2 separate regions of the Rattus norvegicus genome follow, and region 1 is linked to region 2. The links are chromatin contacts, called in public Hi-C maps. All regions are on one chromosome and are shown on one strand. The core of a region is the stretch at or near the end of the contact, and the rest is flanking DNA. Distances in the headings are between cores, read along the strand shown. Region 1 holds the start of Rgma (repulsive guidance molecule BMP co-receptor a). Region 2 has its middle 240 kb from the start of Trnaa-agc79.

The links. A called contact is a pair of places that touch in the nucleus more often than the background predicts.
Region 1: a contact with region 2 is called in a Hi-C map of psoas muscle, with 2.6 times the contacts expected there. The contact joins the promoter of Rgma here to the enhancer-like site in region 2. A contact is called at or near these places in 1 of 12 Hi-C or Micro-C datasets (psoas muscle) and 1 of 1 datasets of contacts at active chromatin or transcription factors (oligodendrocytes).

Annotation. Positions count from the first base shown.
Region 1 is chr1:136,537,232-136,542,347 of GRCr8, forward strand. It overlaps Rgma (repulsive guidance molecule BMP co-receptor a), which reads left to right and starts at 1,551. Exons shown (of 4, transcript NM_001107524.1): 1 at 1,551-1,916. The coding sequence starts at 1,903.
Region 2 is chr1:135,995,757-136,001,083 of GRCr8, forward strand. No RefSeq gene overlaps it. Among named protein-coding and RNA genes, the nearest start is that of Trnaa-agc79, 240 kb to the left of the region's middle. Within about 2 kb of position 2,120, at least 2 of the 93 cell types and tissues checked have an H3K27ac peak or open chromatin away from gene starts, as enhancers often do.

The DNA.
Region 1 (5,116 bases), core at 301-2,800, 540 kb after region 2:
GTTGGGCCCGTCCAAAGAGCATTTTAAAAACAAGGGGTACAAGGGGTGCGGGGATGACCCAAGTGATAACAATTATTCTGCCTCTGTTCTACACCAGGCTCTCCTGGATGCTGAGGATGGCACGATGAGCCCAAGGAGTGGTTCCTGATCACTTAAGTATGATGAGAAGGCCACAGATAAAGGTGTAATTACACATTGATGTCAGAGCTGAGAAAAACAACCCCTGGGATTTGAGGATTGGGGATTGGGTTGGGGGAGTGTCCCCAGGCATAGGATGATGGAATATATGAAAAGGAAATGCAAACTCACTCTCTCTCTCTCTCTCTCTCTCTCTCTCTCTCTCACACACACACACACACACACACACACACACACACACACACACACACTTCCTTATTTATAGACAAGGAAACTGAGGCTCAAAAGACCTAAAAGATTTGTCCAAGGTCGGGGCTAATTATAGAAAGGGGCCAACGCCCAATCCCTTCCTGCTAAAAACACACGGAGCTTATTTATAGCTCAGTTATAGATTATCCGAATTCATTTGGCCAGTAAAATGCAGAACATTGAGTTCAAAACCGCATCCCTTAAGATCATAAATAACGATGAGGGTCTTAATACTGACGATACCTTTTCATTAAACAGAGTTCTCATCCTATCAAAATTCCAGCGCTTGGTTCAGATTAAGAGACGATCAGGTCATAACCCTGTATAAAATATCCTGGCAGCTAAAATGTTCAGTGCTAATTTGAGTGTGAGCTGCGTGTCCCGGCTGACTTCACACCCCAGCTAGAGTTTCAGACCTATACGTGGCGTTGGGGTGAGACCCAGAGATGAGCCGCTAGCGGCTGGCTGTGCTCTCCACTGTGTGTGTGAGTTGCATGAAGAATCCTTTTGAGAAGCCGGGGAGTTTCCTCTGGCAATCTATGCGAGGAGGGGGCGGGGCGGGTGTGTGCGAGGTGGGGGTGGGAGGGAGACGCTGTGACCGGAGGTTACCTCTGAAGCTGGACCGCAATGGGAGGGCGTGCGAGACAGTCTTTTTACTCCAGACTCTGCCTGTAATTTTAGTCGAGTGTATTCGCGCACTCTACATGCAATATACATATTATTTATTTTTTCCAATAAGATTCTTAAACAAGAGTAAAATCCTTATAGAAAAAAGGTGGGTCTCGGCAGATGTCAATATTTATCCACGATTAGAAACCTCTAACCACCGTAGGCCCCCAGGTTGAAAACGTGGATTCCAAGCCATCTTGCCCAGGGTTAGGAAAGTTGAATACGTTAGCGGGAGGGAGGGTCGCTGCACTTGCTGCTCCCACCTTGGGATCGTGAGCCCGCGGGGAAGTGTGCGCTTTTTGGCAGGCACACCCCCAGGTCCTCACACACCCACTAGCGCGGATCAGCAAGGGTGGGACCGCGACGGGGCGGAGCCTTTGGAACCCAGACCCCACCTCTCCCGCCCCTCCCTCCGCCCCGCCCGCGCTCGCCCCCCGCCCGCTCCCGGGGCGCCGGGCCCGCCCCCTCCCTGCCGCGCGCAAACGAACCTCGCGACGCCGCGCTCAGCGGTGGCGGTGGCGGCGACAGGCCGGGCGAGGCAGCAGGTTAGCCCGGGCCGCCCTACTCTGCAGGCTTCTCGGAAGTACAAGCTGCGCCGCCCGAGCCCTGCGCCCGGGAAGCACTGGCCAGCGGGCCGCTCCTGAGGCCCGCTCCTCCAGGCGCTCGCAGGCATGCAGCCGGGGAGCAGGCGGAGTGCCCCGGGCCGCTACTGAGTCCGCGGAGCTGAGGGGATCAGCTCCAGCCGTGCCCCTCCCACCTCACCCAGGGCCCCACGAGCGACCGCCCTACACCTGGTCTTCGCGCGCAGCCCCGCCAGTGCCAACCCCCCGCGGGCTGGAGGGGCTCATGCAGCCGCCAAGGTAAGCGTGGACCGAGGGGCACGGGGTCCTGAGGTCCCCAAGGCGCTGCGGACACTTGCGCTCAGCCACCTCATGATCAGTGACTCCTCAACCCGGTGTCTCATCTCACACACTTAGGTCTTTGCCTCAGATGAATCGCCTTCGCTCTTGGCAGCAGGAAAGTTTTGTGGTTTGGTGGTTTTTTTTCTTTTTTTTTTCCCCCTAAAATGCTGCCCTGCGGGCAGCAGGCGTTGCGCGTGGCTGGACAGACTCGGTGCCTGTCCCACCCGCTGTGTACCGGCCTGGAGCTCTCTCCTGCGCGGCCACCTCCTCCTAGGGCGAGAGCCCCCTCGACCCACAGAGCTCTTGACACATCTGGTCATCCCTCTCACCCACCCTGAAGCCCGATTCGCTCGCTTCATCCAGGCCAGGATTGCAGAGGCTAGAAATGAACGCACCTGCCGGGGGTTGCGGGGTGTCGACATTGTACAGTGTGAGTGACCCTTGTCTAGGAGCGTCCGGTGTGCCAGACTTGGGGTGGGTGCTAAGGGGTGAGAGTCCCAAAAGGTCCGACGTTCCTAAGAGGAAGGCAAGGCACCGCGAGGACTCAGCGCCTGACTTGAGCCATGGCTCATCCCTGAGTATAACTAGGGAAGAGGGACAGGTGTATTGGGGGGCCGGTGCAAATATGAAAGACGCTTGGATGCAACTCTCGATTGCATCTTATTAAAGTATAGTTGCATTAGATTTTCTCGGGGGGAGAGTCAATTTCCCGAGACTGAGATTTTAATGGGAGCCTGTGTGCTGTTATTATGTGGTGTGGTTTCGGAAGGCGTTGGATTGTATTTATTTTATAAATTGGGTGTCTTGAGGCGGATGGATTCGGGGAAATATCGCCATCTAGCGGAAATGGTGATCTGTACCTTCCTCGCAAGCCGAAAAGTTGGGCGTCCTCAAAGTTCGCCTGAGATGCAGAGATGGGAACTAGCCAACCCGTCTCCAGAAAGACTAGTTCTCAAGTGCTCCTTACCATCCTGTAGAGCCTCGATGCCTGGGGCTTAGCTCCAGGGACCGAATGGCGAATTGTATTAGAGTCAAGACCTCACCTCCAGGACTTCCATTCCCCTCTTTGTGTAGTTTTGGGTTCTCCTAGCAAAACTGTCACTTGCCTTTGTCGTCCGCCACCCCCTACGCCCGCATCTGGTTCAGGGATCGGGCAAGCCTGTATGGTCACTTTACTACTCTCTAGTTCATCTGTAACTACATAGATGATTTGTGAGGTTAATGTTGAGCCCTGACTCTTAGAAAAGAGACTGGGTGCTCAAGTGTACTCTTAAGGGTAGCTGAAAAACTGGGGGGGGGGGGGACGCAGTGCCATCTGCACTGGAAGGGAACAGTGTACCCCCAAACGGCCTCCTCCTTTTTTTTTTTTTCACACACAAGGGGGAGAATTTCTGCTGTTCAAGCAAGCCTACTTCTCTGGACTGAATGACTGCCAGGATGGCGTGCAGATGGACAAAGGCTCTGGGTGGGGCACCTACACATCCAGGCGCGATGCACATTTTTTATGGCTGGATTGTGCTGCCACCTTCCAGGCCCGCTGAGGCTAGCAGGGAATGAGTTCTGTCTGTGTGAAGGGCACTCTGGCTCCTTGGAGAGCATTGTGGCTTTCTGCCTGTGCTAAAGCGAATTCCCTGAGAGGCTCCTGGGCTGCGGTGGTAGTAAGCAGGGTTCCAGCTTCCTTTTTCTTTCCTCTTCCTGTAAGTCTTATGTATCCCGGGCTGCTACTGACTTTTTATGTAACCAAAAATGACCTTGACCTTCTGGTTCTATCTCATCTAATAGATGCATTGTTGGGAATCGAACCCAAGGCTTTGTGCGTGCTAGGCAAGCACTTTACCAGCTGAGCCACATCCCCAATTCCCAACCTCCTCTTTTTTTTTTTTTTTTTCTTTTTTTCAGAGCTGGGGACCGAACCCAGGGCCTTGCGCTTTCTAGGCAAGTGCTCTACCACTGAGCTAAATCCCCAACCCCCCCAACCTCCTCTTTTCCAAAAACCCTGCCCCTTCATTTCCTTCCCAGATGAAGATCGGTGCTCTCACTCCTAATACACATGTAACCTATCTGTGCCCCTCCATTCTACTCCATCTTGGTTCTGTCTCTCCACTCGCATGTATTAGTTTAATAATCATGAGAAAGGGGGGCCCTAGACCTGTTTGGCATCTTAAAAAGGAGGGAACATTTGGCTTTCATTGCTGCCTGCCCAGGATGCAGGCTGATACAGAAGGAAGACTTGGAGGCTCCTATTTAATGTGGTTCCCGAGTCTGCTCTACTGCAGCCTTTGGTAGCCCAAGTTCAAAATTAAAGACATAGATGCTGCACATCTCTGACACCAAAACAGGGAGTGATCAGGCCAGGATGCTCGCTGCTACCTGGAAGCAGGTTGGCATTTTCATTTCCTGGAAAAGAAAGGATTCCAGAGATATGTAGGGGCGTGGCCACAGTGCTGAGTCTAAGGCAGCAGTGCTCAACCTGTGGGTGTCAACCCCCTTGGGGATTGAACGACCCTTTCACAGGGGTCACATGTGAGATATCCTGCATGTTACATATTTACATTACAACTCATCACAGTAGCAAAATTACAGCTATGAAGTAGCAGCAAAGATAATTTTATGGTTGGGGGTCACTATAACATATTAAAGGGTCACAGAGTTAGGAAGGTTGAGAACCACAGGTATCCTCCTACACCCATTGCTAAATGAATTAAGTTCGAGCACATTTTAAAAACTAGACAGGGCTGCAGAATTTGGTCCTGCCTTAAAGCGAGCAGGGTAGACAATGATACAGGTATGTCCCTGAAACCTTCCAAAGCTGGGGTGGTGGGAGGGGTGCACCCAAGTGAAACAGCACAGCCAGAGGAGGATTATAGAAAGCATCATAGAGTAGTTGGAGTATGTTAATTCTACTAAACACATTAGGCAAAACCCTTTAATTGATCAAACTACTTTTGTCTGCTTCTGTTTCTCGGAATCCTTGAGGAGAATGGCTTCGAGTTTCAGACTTTTCGTTGCTTAAGAACTCTACTGAGGTTGAGGTGAGGAGCCTCTGGTTTTCCCATCTGTCAGGTTCCCAGCCTAAACGACTGATCTTCTCTTTAACCAACAACCTGGCTCTATCCTCCCTTCTCTTCCCAGGGGACAGGGACAATGGGAAAGTTAAG
Region 2 (5,327 bases), core at 870-3,369:
ATAAGATTCTGCCACCCTGGTAAAAATCTCAGTTATGTTTATGGACCCAGATTAGCTCGAAAATTGAAGCTTTGTAAAATAGGTTTTGGATTCTGCCAAGTCAATCAGTATGCAAGCCTCAAGGTATATTTTGGAATCATTAGACTGGGTAACTCTACAAAAATAAAAATATAGATTAGAGTGTAAAAATAAAAGCTCAACGTGGACATGTTTGTGTACCACGGATCCAACCATAACAAAATCAAACCAAATAGAATGTAAAGATAAATGACTAATACTGTGTCCTGACTTTATTGTTTCCGTTCCACAAATTTGATTCTCCTGTGTCTTTGTGTGGTAGCAGCTTAGTTCTTGAAGAAACCTTTGGTCTTCGTTATCTGTTTTTAGGTCTCAAACTCAGGACAAATGGCTAACTGAGGTTTGACCCTGGTCATCAGTCTCTCTCAGCATCTGGAATCCCTGTTAAGGAGTCTTGGTCCTCTCACTACTTTGCACCCTGCTTTCCTGCCCTCAACCTCCCCCACCTCTGAGCTTTACTGTCCTTCTCACAGTTGCTCTTCCCTATATAACTCAGCCATTTTGGCTACACTATATCTTGTCTTTTTGCTTTCCTTGCTCATCCCCAGACTCTTGGCTCCTTGGTTCCTTGGTTCTTCTTTTGCTCTCTACCATCACCGACACCACCACCACCACCACCACCACCACCACCACCACCACCACTCTGGTGGCTTGAATAGGAATGGCTCTCATAGACTCATATATTTGAATGCTTGTCACATAGCAAGTGGCATTACTAGGAGGTGTGGCCTAGTTGGAGTATGTGTGGCCTTGTTGGAGGAAGTGTGTCACTGTGAGGACAGACTCAAGCTTCATCCAGTCTCCTGCTGCCTAAGCATCAAGATGTAGAACTTTGGCTTCTCCAGTGCCATGTCTGCCTGCATGCTGCCTTGCTTCTTGCCATGATGACAGTGAAATAAACTTCTGAAACTATAAGCCAGCATTGCTAAAATGTTCTCCTTTGTAAGAGTTGCCATAGTCATGTCTCTTCACAGCAATAAAACCCAAGCTAAGACAACTGCCCCTCTTGTGATCATGCTCAGTCTGGACCCTTCCAGATTCCTCTAGCTGTGCTCTCCCTCACAGCTACAATAAACCTTCTCCTCAAGCCATACCTTGGAGCAGTTATGTCTTCTTTTTTTCCATTGACCTGTGAGTGTCATGTCTAGTCACCTCTGATAACTCCTCCACCTGATCCAGTTCTATTCCATCCCAGGAATCCTGAGGAGTCCTCTTCCAGTTCATTGTGACCTGAGTAAGCTACTATTGAAGCCGCATTCTAGCTCTAACTTGGTGACTCATCCATGATGAGAAATAATTTGTTCTAAGAAGTTTCCAGACCTTAGGTACCATGGGTATGCAAATGCTTCTAGGCTACTCCATGATTATGGTACTATTCAAAAGTCTAGGTGCTGTTTTTCAGTTAATGAGCATCTAGGGTTCTCTCACTTCCTCCTCTCCCCCTCCTCTCTCCCCCTCCTCTCTCCCCCTCTCCTCTCCTCCTCTCCTCTCCTTCTCTCCTCCTCTTTCTTCTTCTTCTTCTTCTTCTTCTTCTTCTTCTTCTTCTTCTTCTTCTTCTTCTTCTTCTTCTTCTTCTTCTTCTTCCTCCTCCTCTCTCTCTCTCTCTCTCTCTCTCTCTCTCTCTCTCTCTCTCTCTCTCTCTCTCCTTTTTAGTGCCGAGAATTGAACCTGAGGCCTTACATATGCTAGGCAACTACTTTACCACTGAGCCCTTCTCATTCAAAAGGCACTGCAGTTGATTCCCACTCAGGGATTACTGCGATTTCAGGAGATGAAGTAAACCCCAGACTTTCCTAAAATCCACAGAACATTTCACCATTAAAGAAACCATAGCACTCTCTCTCACCACCTTCTCCCTTAAATTCCCCAGATCCCCTTACATAGAGTTCGTTCCAACAGTCTGGCATTGAGTGTCCCATGACACCTCTGTTTCAAATCTAGCTGAGGGCGTTTGCCAAACTAAGATCCGAGGAGATACTCTACCGTCACATATCATTTTGCATGGTCAGCTCTGAGCAGGGAAATTTAAAACTGCAGAAGTCACTTGGAAAAGCACATCTAACTGGGAGACCTGACATGTGGCCAGGTCAACTGGCTTCTCACACCATGCCCAAGGCTCGGGCAACTTTGGATTCATTCTCAACCAACTGGCACCAGCTCCCAGAAGACAGCCTACTTACCAGCAAATAAAGGACCGGGTTTATTTTCCCACCCCCTAAGAGAAGCAGCTGCACCTGAACAAATTTGCAAGGTCAGGTTTACCAACAGTTGATGAAAACTGACCCGGACTTCGGTCTTCACAAAGGCTGAAGACAAAGCTAACCCACATCCTCTAGTTTGACCCCCTGCTGGGTGGGGTGGCTCCTCCCACTTCACTGAATAACAGGTCCTTCTGCTGCCCCAACAAGGCCTGCTTTGGGACAGGAAAGGGACTTTCTCACAATCTCCCCTTGCATCTACATTAGTTTCTTCTGCACCTGGGATCTCCCTGGGGCCTTCTTAATGGAAGTCTGACTAAGCCTGACCTTGACTTGGTTTATGAGGGTAATGAAATCACAGCCCCAGGTGGAGTGGCTGCAGGTGCACTTGGGCGGCCATTCTGAGCCTTGTTATTTCTATAACCTGTCACATTCTGTCTTCTGCTTCAGGTTGTGCTTTACAACTTAATGAATGTGTTTTCTTATTAAGACAAATCTTGTCCTTGCCAATCCAATTAAATTTATAAAATTCACCTGGAAAATTTTAGCAAAGTGGGCTGCAAAGTAGTTGTTTTTCTTTCTTTTTGCTTTTCGCTATTTGAAGTTCTTGGACTAGGACTGACTGTGGTTTCATAAAGCAGAGAGATTGGTGGGAAGGGTTGAAAGATCTAGTTCTGTCATGTGGTTCTTAGCAACTTTTCTCTATTCCATGGGGGCTTAGGTCCTTGTTAATAAAATTATTGGTTCAATTGTATTAGCAATGATAACACCCTTTTGTTTGTTGACTCAATGCTATGTAGCATATGTCTGCAAGTCAGTCCTGCAACACAGATGAAATGTGAATTGTACAATGCCATCAGGCCCCTCAGAAAACAATGATTCACCTAAGGCCAGGCATTAGAGATACTGCTGGGTCTCTGAAATCTACATACATGCTTCTCAAATTCATAATCTACTTTCTTTTGAGTTGGGGTTTTGGGTATCTGAGGATACCCTCATCATACTTACCGTCTTAGTTGAATGTGGTGATTTGAAATTACTTGGCCCAGAGAGTGGTACTATCTGGAGGTGTGGCCTTGTTGGAGTAGATGTGACCCTCTTGAAGGAGGTATGTCACTGTGGGTGTAGGAATCTTGTCCTAGTTGCCTGGAAATCAGTCTTTCCTAGCTGCCTTTCAAACAAGAGATGGGACTTTCAGCTCCTCCAACCCCTGAACCCTGCCATGCTCCTGCCTTGATGATAAAAAGACTGAACCTCTGAAGTTGTACGCCAACCCCAATTAAATGTTGTCCTTTATGAGAGTTCCTTTGGCCATAGTGTCTGTTTAAAACAGTAAAACCTTAAAACATTTGGGTTTTATTGCTGTGAAGAAACACCATGACTATGGCAACTCTTATAAAAGGAAAATTTTATAATTGTGCTAGCTTACAGTTTCAGAGGTTTAGTCCATTATCATGGCAAGAAGCGTGGTAGCATGCATGCAGACAATGGTGCTGGAGGAGCCAAGAGTTCTACCTCGTGATCCTTAGGCTGCAAGAAACTCAACTCCACACTGAGAGATATAGTTTGGCCTTTTGTTTCTTCCTTTGTGGTGTCCAGGCACTTCTGCATGACAAACAGGAAAGGATGGAGGGGGACTGATTTGTGAGGTGCATTTTTTCCCTAATGTGTCTGGACTTTGGTACACACCAAGAGGGAATGGAGGAAGCAAAGTCTGGAACAGGTTGGTCAGCAGGATCCCCATCCTGCAGATGTTACAGCACTTTTTAGAGGATGTTCAATGAAGCAGCTCTCTCAGACAGAAGTTCATGAAACAGCTTGTGTCCGTACCTTTATTTAAGATGGGCTTGTATGCATTCACTTTATTTGGGATGAACCAAGGCTGTAATTATGAACCTTGGAGAGTGGGATTGGTTTCTTCTTAGGGTAAATCTTCATTGGCTAAGGTTGGTGAAACTTCATTTGCATGGAGAGGCACTCCAGGAAGTTGAATCTGTAATTTTGCCAGGGATTCTAAGACATTCCCCAGGTAGAGAATCAGGTGGAGAAGAAGAAGTCCAAGAAAAGGGAGTCCTCCATTTTGTGCTGAGCTCAGGAAAATATTCGGTCATTGTGGACTTTTTGTTTCTTCCTTTGTGGTGTCCAGGCACTGCTGAACAACAGAGAAGGATGGCGTAGGACTGATTTCTGAGGTCCATTTTCTTCCCTGATGTATCTGGACTTTGGTATACATCAGGAGGGAAAGTAATAACAGAACTTGAGCATAGGAGACCTGAAATCTCACTTCCTCGGTGATACACTTCCTCCAACAAGGTCACACCTTCTCTCACACCTCTTAATGGTGACACTCTCTATGAACCAAGCATTCAAACACATGAGTTTATGGGGCCATTCCTATTCAAACTACCACACCCACATAGCTGAAGATGATCTTAAACATCCGATCCTCCTGCTTCCAACCCTACAATCCTGGGATTATATCACACCTGGTTCATACAGTGCAAAGAATCAAACCCAGACCTTCATGCATGCTAAGCAAACACTCTACCATCTTCAGCCTATAACCCATACTTTACACAGAATTGTGATTCTTATAGTAAAATCCAGAAGCAGCTGATGTTAGTGTCCAGTAATCAGAATGAAGTCTGCATTCTGCTCAGATCCCAATTCAAGAGTTTCTGGTTCATTCGTCTTCTGTCATAATTGAATGTGAAATGTTCCTCCACCATTTGGGGTGTTATTTTATGCTTGGTTCCTAGCTGCTGATGCTATTTGGGAAGGATAGGCGCTCCTCTACACAGTAATGCTCAGACTATCACTACATGGAGAAAATAGAATAAAATATTTGCTTGCTTGAGTCAGAACAATCACAGCAAAACACAGATGCTCCTTCATTTGTGTCTCAAGCCTTCCCATGTGGAAAACAAAACATACAAACGAAGGCACACACACAAGAGATGTAGAACAATGGTTTGTAAAAACCATCACTTAGTTCAGAACATTACTAGGACACTGTCCACCTCATGAAATTGTACAATATACCAAGTCCCA